Regions from separate parts of the Sus scrofa genome. Here region 1 is linked to region 2. Evidence: chromatin contacts called from public HiChIP or PLAC-seq data. All regions are on one chromosome and are shown on one strand. The core of a region is the stretch at or near the end of the contact, and the rest is flanking DNA. Distances in the headings are between cores, read along the strand shown. Region 1 has its middle 18 kb from the start of TRIO. Region 2 has its middle 130 kb from the start of TRIO.

Region 1 (5,599 bases), core at 290-2,789, 110 kb before region 2:
GCTGGAGCAGAAATGGAGGTGGGGGGGGCACATGGAGGCCAAGAGCACAGACCTTGCCACCCTCCCCCAGGCAGGATGGAACCGGGCGGTGGCACAGGGGGCCCTAGCCCTCCTGCCTGCCAGTTTCTTCTTCCCAAGGCTCCTCTCCCGGGCATTTGGCTGCACTGGATGACCCAGACCAGCCTACCAGACCTCTAACACAGTGAGCAATTCTCAAAGGTTTGGTCCCAAGACCTTTACATGCTTCAAAATTACTGAGGATCCCAAAGCTCTTTGCTTTATGTGGGCTCTTCCTGTCACCTAGTCTATCCACATAATATCTAGACATCCAATAAGGACACATATTAAAAACTAAAACTGAGAAAATTTTAAAGATGAGTTTCTTTAAAAGCAATAATAATAGGAGTTACCACTGTGGCACAGCAGGTTAAGAACCAGACTAGTATCTACGAGGATGCAGGTTTGATCCCTGGCCCCACTCAGTGGATTAAAGATCTAGTGTTACCATGAGCTGTGGTGTAGGTCGTGGACACGGCTCAGATCCTGTGTTGCTGTGGCTGTGGCTTAGGCCAGCAGCTGCAGCTCCGATTTGACCCCTAGCCTGGGAACTTCCATATGCCAAGGGTACGACCTAAAAAGCCAAAAAAAAACCCCAATAATAATAAATGCATCACATGTTAATATGAATAAGACTTTCTATTTAAAAATCTCTCTCCAAAAAATATCAGAAAGAAGGCTGTCACTGTTCTATACTTTCGAGACTGGCTTCAATGTCTGGCTGAAAAGAACACATGTAGTTCTTCACATCTGCTTCTGCCTTTAACCTGTCATGCATGATGTTACATGCCACGCAGCCACTGGGAAACAGCACTACACATGGATGTTGGAAAGAAGGACATTGAGAAAAAGCTCAGACTGTATCTGCCTATTATGAAAATAACTCTAACTCACGGGTCCCCGGCAAAGTTCTTCGGGGGCCATGGGATCCTGGAAGTGCACTGTGAGAACCACTGCCCCAAAGTAACGTTCTTCAAACGCTTTTGCTCAGGAATTCCATCACCAAAGAGGTTTACTACATGTCCCCAATTATAAGTTATAAACGTCTTACTGCACTAGTCTATTATACACCTCCAAATAGATGTATGAAAATAATAAGCTATATATAAATATCTTCTAAAAGCGTTCGCTCTCTTCCTCATACACGCAGAAGATCCCCCTCCGCCCACACGCACCTTGGCCAACGCAGGGCTCCAGTCCTCCCTGGAATCAGCATTTCCTTTTCTTCAGCCAAGCTCCTCAGAACTACCGCTGGACACACAACAGGGTCATCTGCTTTGGTGATGGAAACCATACTGATACAGAGGGTGCTTCCTTGGTCAAGGAAATAGCTACTCACAGTTTTGGGCTGGGCTCCTCCAGTGGGAGAAAACGGTTGCAGGGTGTCCAGCCAAACCCCAAGACCAGGAGCCCCATGTTTACTGGCCAGTCTTGCCAGGAGCCTGCCCAGGTGGTGGCCACCCTCCAACAAGCTTGGCAGAAGCAGAGAAGGCTGCACACGGGCCCAGGAGGCACAACCTTGGCCTTCACTCCCCTGGCAGGACTGTAGGAAGCATACCTTCTGGTTCACAAATAAATCTAAATAAAAACTTATACTGGGACAGGCAGCCCAACCCAAGGGAGTACTTCAGAACTGGAAAGGTAGGGTTTAAAGGGACATTCAAGGAGTGGCTTAATCATGTCCTGGCCTCTTCTGTCACCATCCCTTCTACCGGAGGTGCTCACAGAGAGCACAGGTGACCCTTGGAACAGGCCCCGCATTGAGGACAGACGTGAATCCCTCAGTGACGCAGGTGAGGCCACCTGAGGAATTGAGGTCAGCCCCTCAGAGCACTCCTGCCACTTTGGCATCCTGTGCAGGACCAAGACAGGCCTGGCTCCCAGCAGGCACGGAACAGCACATATGTTTACGTCAAGGAGGGGAAGGCGGGCCTGAGGGCAGGCGGTCAGGGAGGTAGAATGATGATGAACGAAAACAGTATCTGTCAGAGGACAGATGGGGAGTCACGGCCCCAACATACCAAGAAGGTCCCTGAAGAGCCTTGCACAAAAAACACCCAATTTTTATTAAGACACAATCTTGAACAAGACACAAAACTACCATGACTGCGTTTATAGTAAGAAAGTGATCTTTTCCTTTTGTAAATAAGTACAAACACAGCCAAACTGGTATTTTTATTGCAATGGTTCTTTTATAGGATCTGGTTAAGGTTAATGACACAACAGCTTGGGAAGAACATCTTTTAAAGGTTGGCTCCTTCAGAATCATGTGCTTATTTATTAGGTTTTTCCAATAATAAGTGACCCCCACTGATGGTCCACAGGTTAACCACCATACACCGTTTGAAACCTACACTGGTGAACAGGCAGGTGGGGTACCAGAGCCCCCATAGCTGTTCCACCCGCCTCTCCTCCTCAAATCCCCGCCCTCGGCTGCCCCTTTAATCCACAATCGCCTCTTATTTCACCAGAAAAAGCAAGGTTTAAGATAGGAGCTCACTTTCCCTCCCTTCCACAGGCAACCCTCTCTACTGCTGACTTCCCTCCCTTCTGATTTGAGAAAAGAAACGGATGCAATCTTTCCTTGAGTGATCGCTCCCTGATCCCAGGGCTTCTGCTTCATCCATTAACGAGGCCATCCCGACCTCAATGCTCCCTCTGCAGATGGATTTAGGCCGTAGCCATCCACTGCAGGGACAGTCCCACCTCCCCAGGACACCGTGGGGATTCAACGAGGTGACGCATGTGAAGCACCAAAAACTGCCTGGCGCTGGTGCTCTGTACACGTCAGCTCAATAAATAAAAAGACACAACAGCCTGCTCCCCGCTCCCCAGGCCTGAGCCTGCACCACCAGAGGAAGAGAGCCAGGCTTCTCCGCACAGGCCGCCGGAGCCCGCAGCGGTGAAGTAGGGAATGGAGGTGAGCCCTCCTCTCCAGCTCCCATCCGCTCAGGTTCCAAATTCTCCAAATAAGGCCCTTGGAGAATCAGAGATTAACATCCTCTGCTACCTTACATGCAGCCCATCAACGCTGATCAAAATCAGTGCCGGCACAGCTTTACAGTAAGATCCCCAAGGTATGCCCACCCCCCAACAAGGAAATCTTATAACGCAAGGATTTCAAGTAGCTGTACCTAACCACCCACATCACATTACCCAGAAAGCCAGGTCCAAAGGAGCGAAGCTGTCTTGGTGTCACTAAGCCTCAGTGGGGAGGGGCTCATACCACCAAGGACTCTTTTAACAACTGGCAGGAATCACGGGGGTGGCCAGAGGAGAAGGCAAGCTTCAAACCTAACCTTTCCTTCAGGGAAAGAAACAAGCAGGGAGGAAATGCAAGGTGCTCCCACCCACCCCGGCAGTCTTCTGTGCAGCAAAGCTCTCCCCTCCCCCAGCTGCAGTTTCCTCTGTAGTCCGTGTGTTTCAGAAGCTGTTGGTGGAATCTAACGAGCAGAAGCAGGAAAACCGTTTAACCCAGAGCTGAACAAACAAGGGCACAGTCCACAGCAGCGGTCAATGCCCTAAATCAACAGGATGGAGTGACAACCATGGAGGAAGGACAACCCAAAGGCAGCACACGGGGTAGGATTCGTTCAGTTGGGAAAGATGTACTTCTCTCTCTGTACCTATGGCTGCACCCCACTCAGGTCTGCAGGTGAGCTGCTGTCAGGACTCAGAAAAAAAGCACTGGAAGGGAGGGGAAGCCAGAGCTTGGAGCATTTCACCCCTCTAATAAATAGGCAAGTGGTTGCTAATGGCAACAGAGTCCCCTCCACCACTTTTTTAAATCTGTGCACACACAGCCCCCATGGCTCTCTACAACATGCTACTTCAGTCATTTTTATGCCAAAAAGACACCCTCACGAGGAGCTCGAAGGCACACGTGTGCGTACACAGGTGAAGGCCAGCTTTGGCGAGGAGCCAGGCATCGTGAGAGGAATGCGATTTGATGCCAAATGCACAGTCGTCCGGGTAGCACAGAGGTATCCGCGTGAAGACAGTGACGGCATGCTGGCCACGTGGCCGGCAGTGAAAAAGATTACATCATCCCCTTTGTGCAAAGATGAACTGCGGGAGGAGCAGCTGCTCTCGAGTTTAAGCACCACACAGAACAGTGCTAGAAATGGCCGCAGTTTCTGTTGGCGAAAATCCCCCTTCTTTCTCCTTTGTGTCAAAAATAAAACATGCCCCTGGGATGATGAAATCAAGCAGCTTAGATTCGCCAACAAATTCATATGCATCATTCCCCTACGCCTTCTTGAGCACAGTTTCTCAACCGGGTAATTCCAAAACTGGAAAAGGAAAAAATTGGGGTTTTTTATGGACTAGGTAAGAAATCAGCAGAATATCTGTTCTGATTCCAGATCTGCTTCAGCTCCTCATCCCGGGCAAGGTGGCATATTTACTGATCTGTACTGGTCCCTGAGTTCTCTCCACCGTAAGACTGAGCTGCTCTGGGTGTCACAGAGCCCAGCCCCTGCATGGCCTCCAACAAGCCCCCAGGCAGGTTGTCACCAGGTCCAGAACTGCTCTGCTCATTTTAAAATGAGTCTATTAAACAGGCAGGCCAGGAGGTGGCTCAACATGACAAGAACCCTGTTCACAAAATGTGTCCTATGAGCAAACATGCCTGCCCTTTACAGTTGAACTAACCCTTGCCCTCTGCCCTGAGGACAAAGTATCTATGTATAGGGGTCTATCTGACTGCTTGACCTTGGCACATGCAAATTAAACTTACAGGAAGGAACAGATGACGCCAGGACTCACTTCCATCTGTAATTCCCCCCTCTAAAGCCCAGCAAGTCCAGCTGTCTTTCAAGCCAAAGTTACGGGGAAGGCACCCGTTCCCTCCCTCTGTAAAGTGGCCTTAGCCCAGAGGATGGGTGGTCAGAAAGTGAGAAAGCCTGACATCTGACTGCCTTGACCTTCAGAACGACAGCCATCTCTCTCTCACCCAGCATTTGGGATGGCTCTGGAACCCAGATAGCAGTAAGTCACAAATCATTTGCAACCCTGCCATTCTGCCAATCTGCTTTACCAACAAGCTGCCTTATACATTTCCACTGCTCTCTTCACTGAAGAAGACACATGTCCACCTCTGAGAAACCACACGCAGGTCAAAACCTACAGCTAACCTGCCCTCCATGGACCTTGAGGCCAGCAGGTCCACAACTCCTTGTCTGTCCCCGACCTGCGGGCGCCCTGGGCGGCCCACCACCCCCACCCCACCCCCGCCCCACCCCCGCCCCCTATGTTGAGCAGAGCACCTCATCTGTGTCAGGGGCTTGGCAGAGCTTTTTTTCAGGGGACTCAAAGAATGAACAAGATCACTGCCTTCGGATGGGCAGTCAGGCTTGGATCAAACCCCAGAAGTACCATCTGCAAGTTAATAAACTCCTTAGAGCACCAGGCTTATCCTCTATCAAATGGGGATAAGAATTTGTGTGCAGACTTGCACTGGGGATTAGAGGAAAGGTCAGCACAGCATCGAGCACCAGTAGTGTCCAGTCAGTGTCGGCTCTGATGCATCTGACCCAAAGCA
Region 2 (6,008 bases), core at 3,178-5,677:
GCATCACTTAAATCTTGGTTAATCATTTAAATGGTTTAAACGGCTTCATTTGAATATTGGATGGTTAAACTGCAAAGGGAAAAATACAATACCCCATGTCAATAAGTCAGTTTACAAGGTCTCAATGAAAAGTTTCTTTCAGTGATTGTTTTACTGCTCTTTGATTTCTTGAAAATCACTTATGAGTCTTTTTAGCTATTTGCTTTCCTCTAAAACTGAGCTTCACTGTGCCACTGAAAAAGAGGAGACCAACATGCACTATCAAGTTACATTTGCTTCAACTTCCCTTTTCAAAATATTGAAGGTAACAGGGACCGGCTTCATAACACAATAATTATTATTGGTGCTCAAAAGACCAAAGCCACCAGGCTTCTAAATACACACAGAAACAGCACGCCAAGCTCAGTGGCCAGCTACGTAAGCGGTGTCAGAAACAGAAACATGAAAAGTTCCTTCAATGTTCTATGACAAAATCATATCAAAACATAGCAAGATATGCATGCTGCTCCCTATGTCACACACACAACTATCTTCACATACTCCACTGGAAAGAAAAGGGCTTGCAGCCAGAAGTCCAAAATAAGATTTAGTAATGGAAAGGAACCCAACACGATGGGCTGTGAGGCTTCATAATAACCACAAACCCTTATTCTCTGCACATTCATTTATTGCCAACTTAAAACATGCCAGGCAGGTTAAAAATAATGCATTTATGTAAGCACCCCCCCACACACACACTCTTGCAAGGTTAAATAGAAAGAGCTCTGAAAGAATGATTTATTGCCACAAGAATAGAGCCCCAAAATAGATTGGCAATAAAAGTGATTGGTCCCAGTGGGTTTGAGAACTAATGTAAGCAAAGTCCCAGCCATGACAGGCGTCTGGGAGAGTGAGGGGTGAGCTTCCTGGCCCTGACCCCATCTCCCCTCTGAGTTAGTTATTCAACCTCCCTAGAAGCCTGATTACTTTTCTGTAAAAAAAAATAATAATAATTTTTTTTTGTAATGGACTAGCTCACATGTGCGATGCCTTTTTAAAAGTGGAGAACAACCATTAGGTGCTGGGGACTCAGAGAAAACCAAGGAATCTGAGAGGGCAAAAGCCCCTGAGCCATCATCCCAGGCTCCTCTCCAAATACAAGAATCCTATCCCCAGCACCCAGCTCAGAACCCTGGCAGGTGGCAGTACCCCTGCTTGAGTGCTTCCAATAATGGAGAAATCACATGGCAGCCCATTCTATTCCTGAACTGCTCTATTTAAAAGTTCTGTTAAGCTAAATTCTCCTTCTTTCATCCAACCATGGGTATCAGTTTTTAATCTGTGACGACAAAGATAAAATTTAAGGCAGGACAAGGAATAAAAAGGAGGGGAAAAAAATAATGTGGCTAAGCAAACAGATCCAAGGCTGAGAAATGAAAAGCAACCAGCAGAAAAACCTTCTCTGAGAGGTCATGCTGGCCATCTTAAGTACCAGGATCACGACACCCTGGGAAAAATGCTCGCACCTTGATCTGTCCAGTCCAGTCAATGAGAACCTGTTTTCTGTGTGTCTACATTTTAGGAGAACATTTGGTTTTACTGATGGACTTGACCTCTCTGTTCAGCCATCCACATTCAATCAAAACTGCCTAGGAGCTCCCCCACCCCACCCCACCCCACCCCACCCCCACCCGTGCCTGAGCCACTCTACTAGTTGAGGACCCCATTCAGGGTCCTCCTGCTTCATCTGTCCAAACATCCAATCCCACCCCCACCAATTCAACTGAATAGTCCCTCCCTACCTTCCCTCAACTAGATATAATTGCCCTAGATGCTGGAGCCAAGATCTAGGTCAGGGATTTAGAGTCGCCCAAAGAAGGGAAAAGCACTTGTAAAAGATGTTCCAGGTTACCCCTGGGATGGAACAGCAACTCCTGCCTACTTAAAATCTGCTCTGGTTCCTTGATTCCAAGTCAAACAACCAAAAGGGCAAGACTGTCAAATCACTTTGAAGGCAGGACAGAGGAGAAACCCATGAACAGTACTGACTAGTTCTGCCCCAAGCTGAACAAGAAGAGAGCTCCGGCATGGGAGCAAGCCCCTGGCAAGGCATGGCCACCAACAGATTTACCTTCCCAGATAAATCTTAGGAAGAGCCACACTGACTGGGAGTAAGTTTTCCGTGGGCATCCACTCTTACCTGATGTCTTCTGGGGGTCCTTTGAACAAGCGAAGTGATTTCTCTACTATGCATAATAAAGATGTAAGAAAGTCTGGCCTCAAACACCAAAAATTCCATCTCCGGGGCACAGGCGCCTTTCTAACAGAAAGGAGCTGAATTCTGCACAGAATCTATTATTCTGTGACAGGTGGTAGAGACAGAGAGAAGACTGGCTAGACTTTAGCTTCAGGGCATGAAGGGACGACATCCCGGTTCTGCTATTAAGAGCTAAGACAGGGATGCTCTATCGGCTAGTTGCAGGGGGGGAAAAAATGGCTTTCATTTAAAGGAGTTCATGTTTTTTCCTAAACCTTTCCTTTCTGCAGGGACCTCATGGGGGAGGAGCGGGGGGCACTGGAGAGTACATTAACCCCAAGCTGACTGTGTAGAGTCAGCGTCTGTCATTCCCAGCCACAACCAATCTGTTAAAATGACTCCAAAATAACTCCGCCTGGTAAAGATGAAGAAAGCGAGGGTAAAAAGTACTACGCCAGGTATATCTAAGAGCACTGCTAAGTTCTGCCTCTGACCATCGCCCTCCCGCTGCAAATTGCTACTTGTGACCCGGATTATCGAAATGATCTCACCGAATCTGGGGAATGGATTTTGAAAGAGGCCACGAAGAAATGTGAGCCGCCGGCCTCCGGCGCGCGCCCCATCGCAGGCCGCTCCCCCGACGTCCCCGGCCCCGCGGTCCTCCCAGGAGCCTCCACCAGCACCCCGCACGCGCCCTGCGCCCGCCCGGCCACCCCGGCCCCGACCTGGCCCGCCCTCCAGGGCTCTCCAGCGCGGAGTCTGCATCCTCTCCGCCCCGCGACTAGCCAGCTGGGCACTGCGCTCTGGGCCGCGGGCCCCGAGGCCGCCGCCGCGCGAGCAGACCGGACTGAGCGCGGGGACGCGGGGCGCGGGGACGCGGGACCGGCTCACGCGGGATCTGGGCCCGGGCGGGAGGAGGCGCCGCCGCCTGGGTCCGGGGGACGCCCTGTCACGCCTCCCGCGCCTCCTCCCCACGGACCCGAGGCAAAGCTGGCCTTTCCCGTGGCCACCCCCTCCTCGCCCAAGAGACACCGGGCCACCTGGCACTCCCTCGTAGGCAGTGCCCCAGGAGTGCCCGGCCCCGCGCCGCCCCCTGGGGCCACGACGTTCCCAGATGCCCCTTCCGAGCCGCCCCCGAAGACAATGGCTCACCCACCGCCCGGCCGGCCGCGCTTCATTTTCTGCCGCCACCTCCCCCCTTCCCTGGGCGGCAGATATTATGGCTGCCCGTTTCACAGAAGTGTAGATCGAGGCTGGGGAGGTGACAGGCTAGAGTACCGGGCGAAGAAACCCGCTGCATAAGGGACTGGGGAGGGGCCAGGTACAAATCGGCCACGGAGACCGACCCAGAGTAGAGCCCGCTTTTCCCGGCCTGGCCCCTCCGCCCCCGTCCGGCCGGCCTTCGGGGCAGGGGCCTCCGCCCTCGCCGTCCCCGCCGCCGCCTCCTCGGCCCTCCCGCGAAAGAAACAAAGAGCCGGCGCCCCAACCCGAAGAACTGTAGCCGCCGGGGCGGGCGACGGTGAGATTTTGCCCTGGAACGAGGGGCGGGCGCAGGAAAGGCGAGCCGGCGGTGCCTGGGTCTAACAGCGGCGCTTGGGGCAGCGTGGGGTGCCGGACCCGCGGGTTTGGGGCCGGGAGCCCCGGCGCCGGGCAGTGGCCTGGCGAGCGCGCGCCGGGACCGAACGACAGGCGAACACCGGGCGCGCCGGGGCCCGCGGACCGCGCCTCCACGGCAGGGGTGGCGGAGCGCGCGGGCAGCGGCAACAGTTGCACTCACCGGATCGGAAGAAGGCCGCGATGTCGGCCAGGTCCTTGGCCGCCTCTTCTGCCCCTTCGCCGGCGCCGCCCCCGCAGCCCGAGCCCGCCGCGCTGGCCGTGGCGGCGGGGCCGGAGGACGCGGCGGGGGCGGCAGCGCCGCCGCTGCTGCTGCCGCTCATGGCTGCGGCAGCGCCCGCGGCCGCGCCCGGCTCGGGCCCCGCGTCCCTAGCGCCGCGCGCCGCCCGCTCCGCGCCCGGCCTGGCGGCGCCGATCGCCCAGCTGCCCCGGCCCGGCGCGTGGACGCAGAGCCCCGGGGCGGCGGCGGCGGCGGGCGGCGGCGGCGGCGGCGGCGGCTCGGCCTGAGGAGCGCGCCCACATAGACGAGGACTCCGCCCGGGAGCCGCGAGCCGGCGGTGGGGCGAGGGCGCGGAGCCACGGCCTCGGCGGCGCCGGCCGGAGCGCGGGCAGTAACGCGCGCCGCGCTGAACACGCAATCTCGAGGGCGGGGGCCCGTGGCCGGCGGGAGCTCCGGGATCACGGGCGCCGGCGGCAGCCGCGAGCCTCCATCTTGATTTCAAATGGGGAAGGAAGGAGGGGGAGGGGGGAAATCACGGCTGAGGGAACCCGGGTGAAAGGAAAAGGGAGAGCAGGGAAAGGAGAGGAAGGAAAAAAAGAGGGGCTTCGGGAATTTCCGGCGAGAATCGTCAGGGGCCCGAGCTTGGGCTCGGCGGGTGGGCGGGGCCTGCAGTGGGCCGGGCCTGGCAGGAGGGGCGGGGCCGCACCCGGTGCCGGGAGCTGAGAGAGCTCAAGCGTTCCGCCTGGTCCCTCTCCTGCTCCGGCAGCTGCAACCCTGGGGAGGTGCCGGAACGCTCTAACCAGCGGAGGCGGTTTCCAGGCCCGGCGTTGCGCCCCCAGCCGGGCGCTCTCTCCTGCTGCGTGAGACCGACCTCCGAGCACTCGAGCTGTTTATCTCGCCCGCGGGTTCGGCTGACTCCGGCACAAGGCCGGCGTGTTTCTCGATGGCGCAGCGCGGGCACTGGCACGTAGTCGGGGTTCCATAGTAGTTGTGGAATGAAGAGAGAGAGCATGAAAACGGCGTGTATATACTCCAGTCCCGGAGCGAGGAGGACAAGCCTCTGAACTCTTGGAGGACGTCTGCTCGCCTGTAACATGACATTCCGGACTCTGGCTCCTCAGTCCCTACTTCACCGAAATGGAGAGAATAGGGAAGGTGATAGTGGCTGAAGAGACCAAAGGAAATTAGGGGTAGATGACATTCAGCTTTACGGCAGATCCGTGTCAAGCCAGCATCTGACAAATATTCAAGTACAAACCGCCTCTGAGGTGGCTGCAAGCGAAGTGGCCAGAAGGTATGGGTGTCAGAGGTTAAAGGATCCAATGCTGCCAAAAGCAAGGAGAGCCCGAAACAAGACTGTTAAAAAAAAAAAAAATGGTGGATGAAACCACTGTACATGTATATTAGAAATGAACAATTAAGTACATGAATGGCGGGTGGTGGATACCAGGTTTTTCATTGTAAATGAGGAAGGCTAGAATGATCTATCTGGTACAGGGTTGGACACATGAGTATGAACTCATGTTTAGCTTAATATAGACACAGATGGATATATAAAAAGACTTACAGATATGTGTATATCTACATATGTTTCCTTGCTCTGTCAGCTAAGTGGGCTTAGAAATAATACTCCTATAGCAGGATACACACCTGACACTCAGATCTTGTTATTAACATCATTCTTCAATAAAAGGAACCCAGGCTCCTCAGGGAAATGGCTGACTCTAGGACTGGGGCAGAAAATGTACAAGAGAGCATGGAGCATCTTGTGCCAGAAGGTAAGGAAGTGCTCAAAAAAATTTTTTTTAACTAACAACCAGAGCAATGATGGGGAAGGGAAGGTCTGTCAAAAGGACAAAGGAACCAATTGAAAGCTCCCAGTGACCAAAGCTAGAACAATGTGAGCGGCAAAATAAATAAGGCAATGCTTGGTTATTC

The links. HiChIP or PLAC-seq counts read pairs in DNA pulled down with a chosen protein or histone mark.
Region 1: a contact with region 2 is called in an H3K27ac HiChIP or PLAC-seq map of skeletal muscle. The contact joins two enhancer-like sites. A contact is called at or near these places in 1 of 5 promoter capture datasets (liver), 18 of 47 Hi-C or Micro-C datasets (alveolar macrophages, brain, embryonic fibroblasts and 10 more) and 2 of 2 datasets of contacts at active chromatin or transcription factors (alveolar macrophages and skeletal muscle).

Annotation. Positions count from the first base shown.
Region 1 is chr16:3,670,016-3,675,614 of Sscrofa11.1, reverse strand. No RefSeq gene overlaps it. Among named protein-coding and RNA genes, the nearest start is that of TRIO, 18 kb to the left of the region's middle. Within about 2 kb of position 1,539, at least 5 of the 83 cell types and tissues checked have an H3K27ac peak or open chromatin away from gene starts, as enhancers often do. A contact at or near this core is called in fetal liver, liver and skeletal muscle, where this site is marked.
Region 2 is chr16:3,562,535-3,568,542 of Sscrofa11.1, reverse strand. No RefSeq gene overlaps it. Among named protein-coding and RNA genes, the nearest start is that of TRIO, 130 kb to the left of the region's middle. Within about 2 kb of position 4,427, at least 70 of the 83 cell types and tissues checked have an H3K27ac peak or open chromatin away from gene starts, as enhancers often do. A contact at or near this core is called in fetal liver, liver and skeletal muscle, where this site is marked.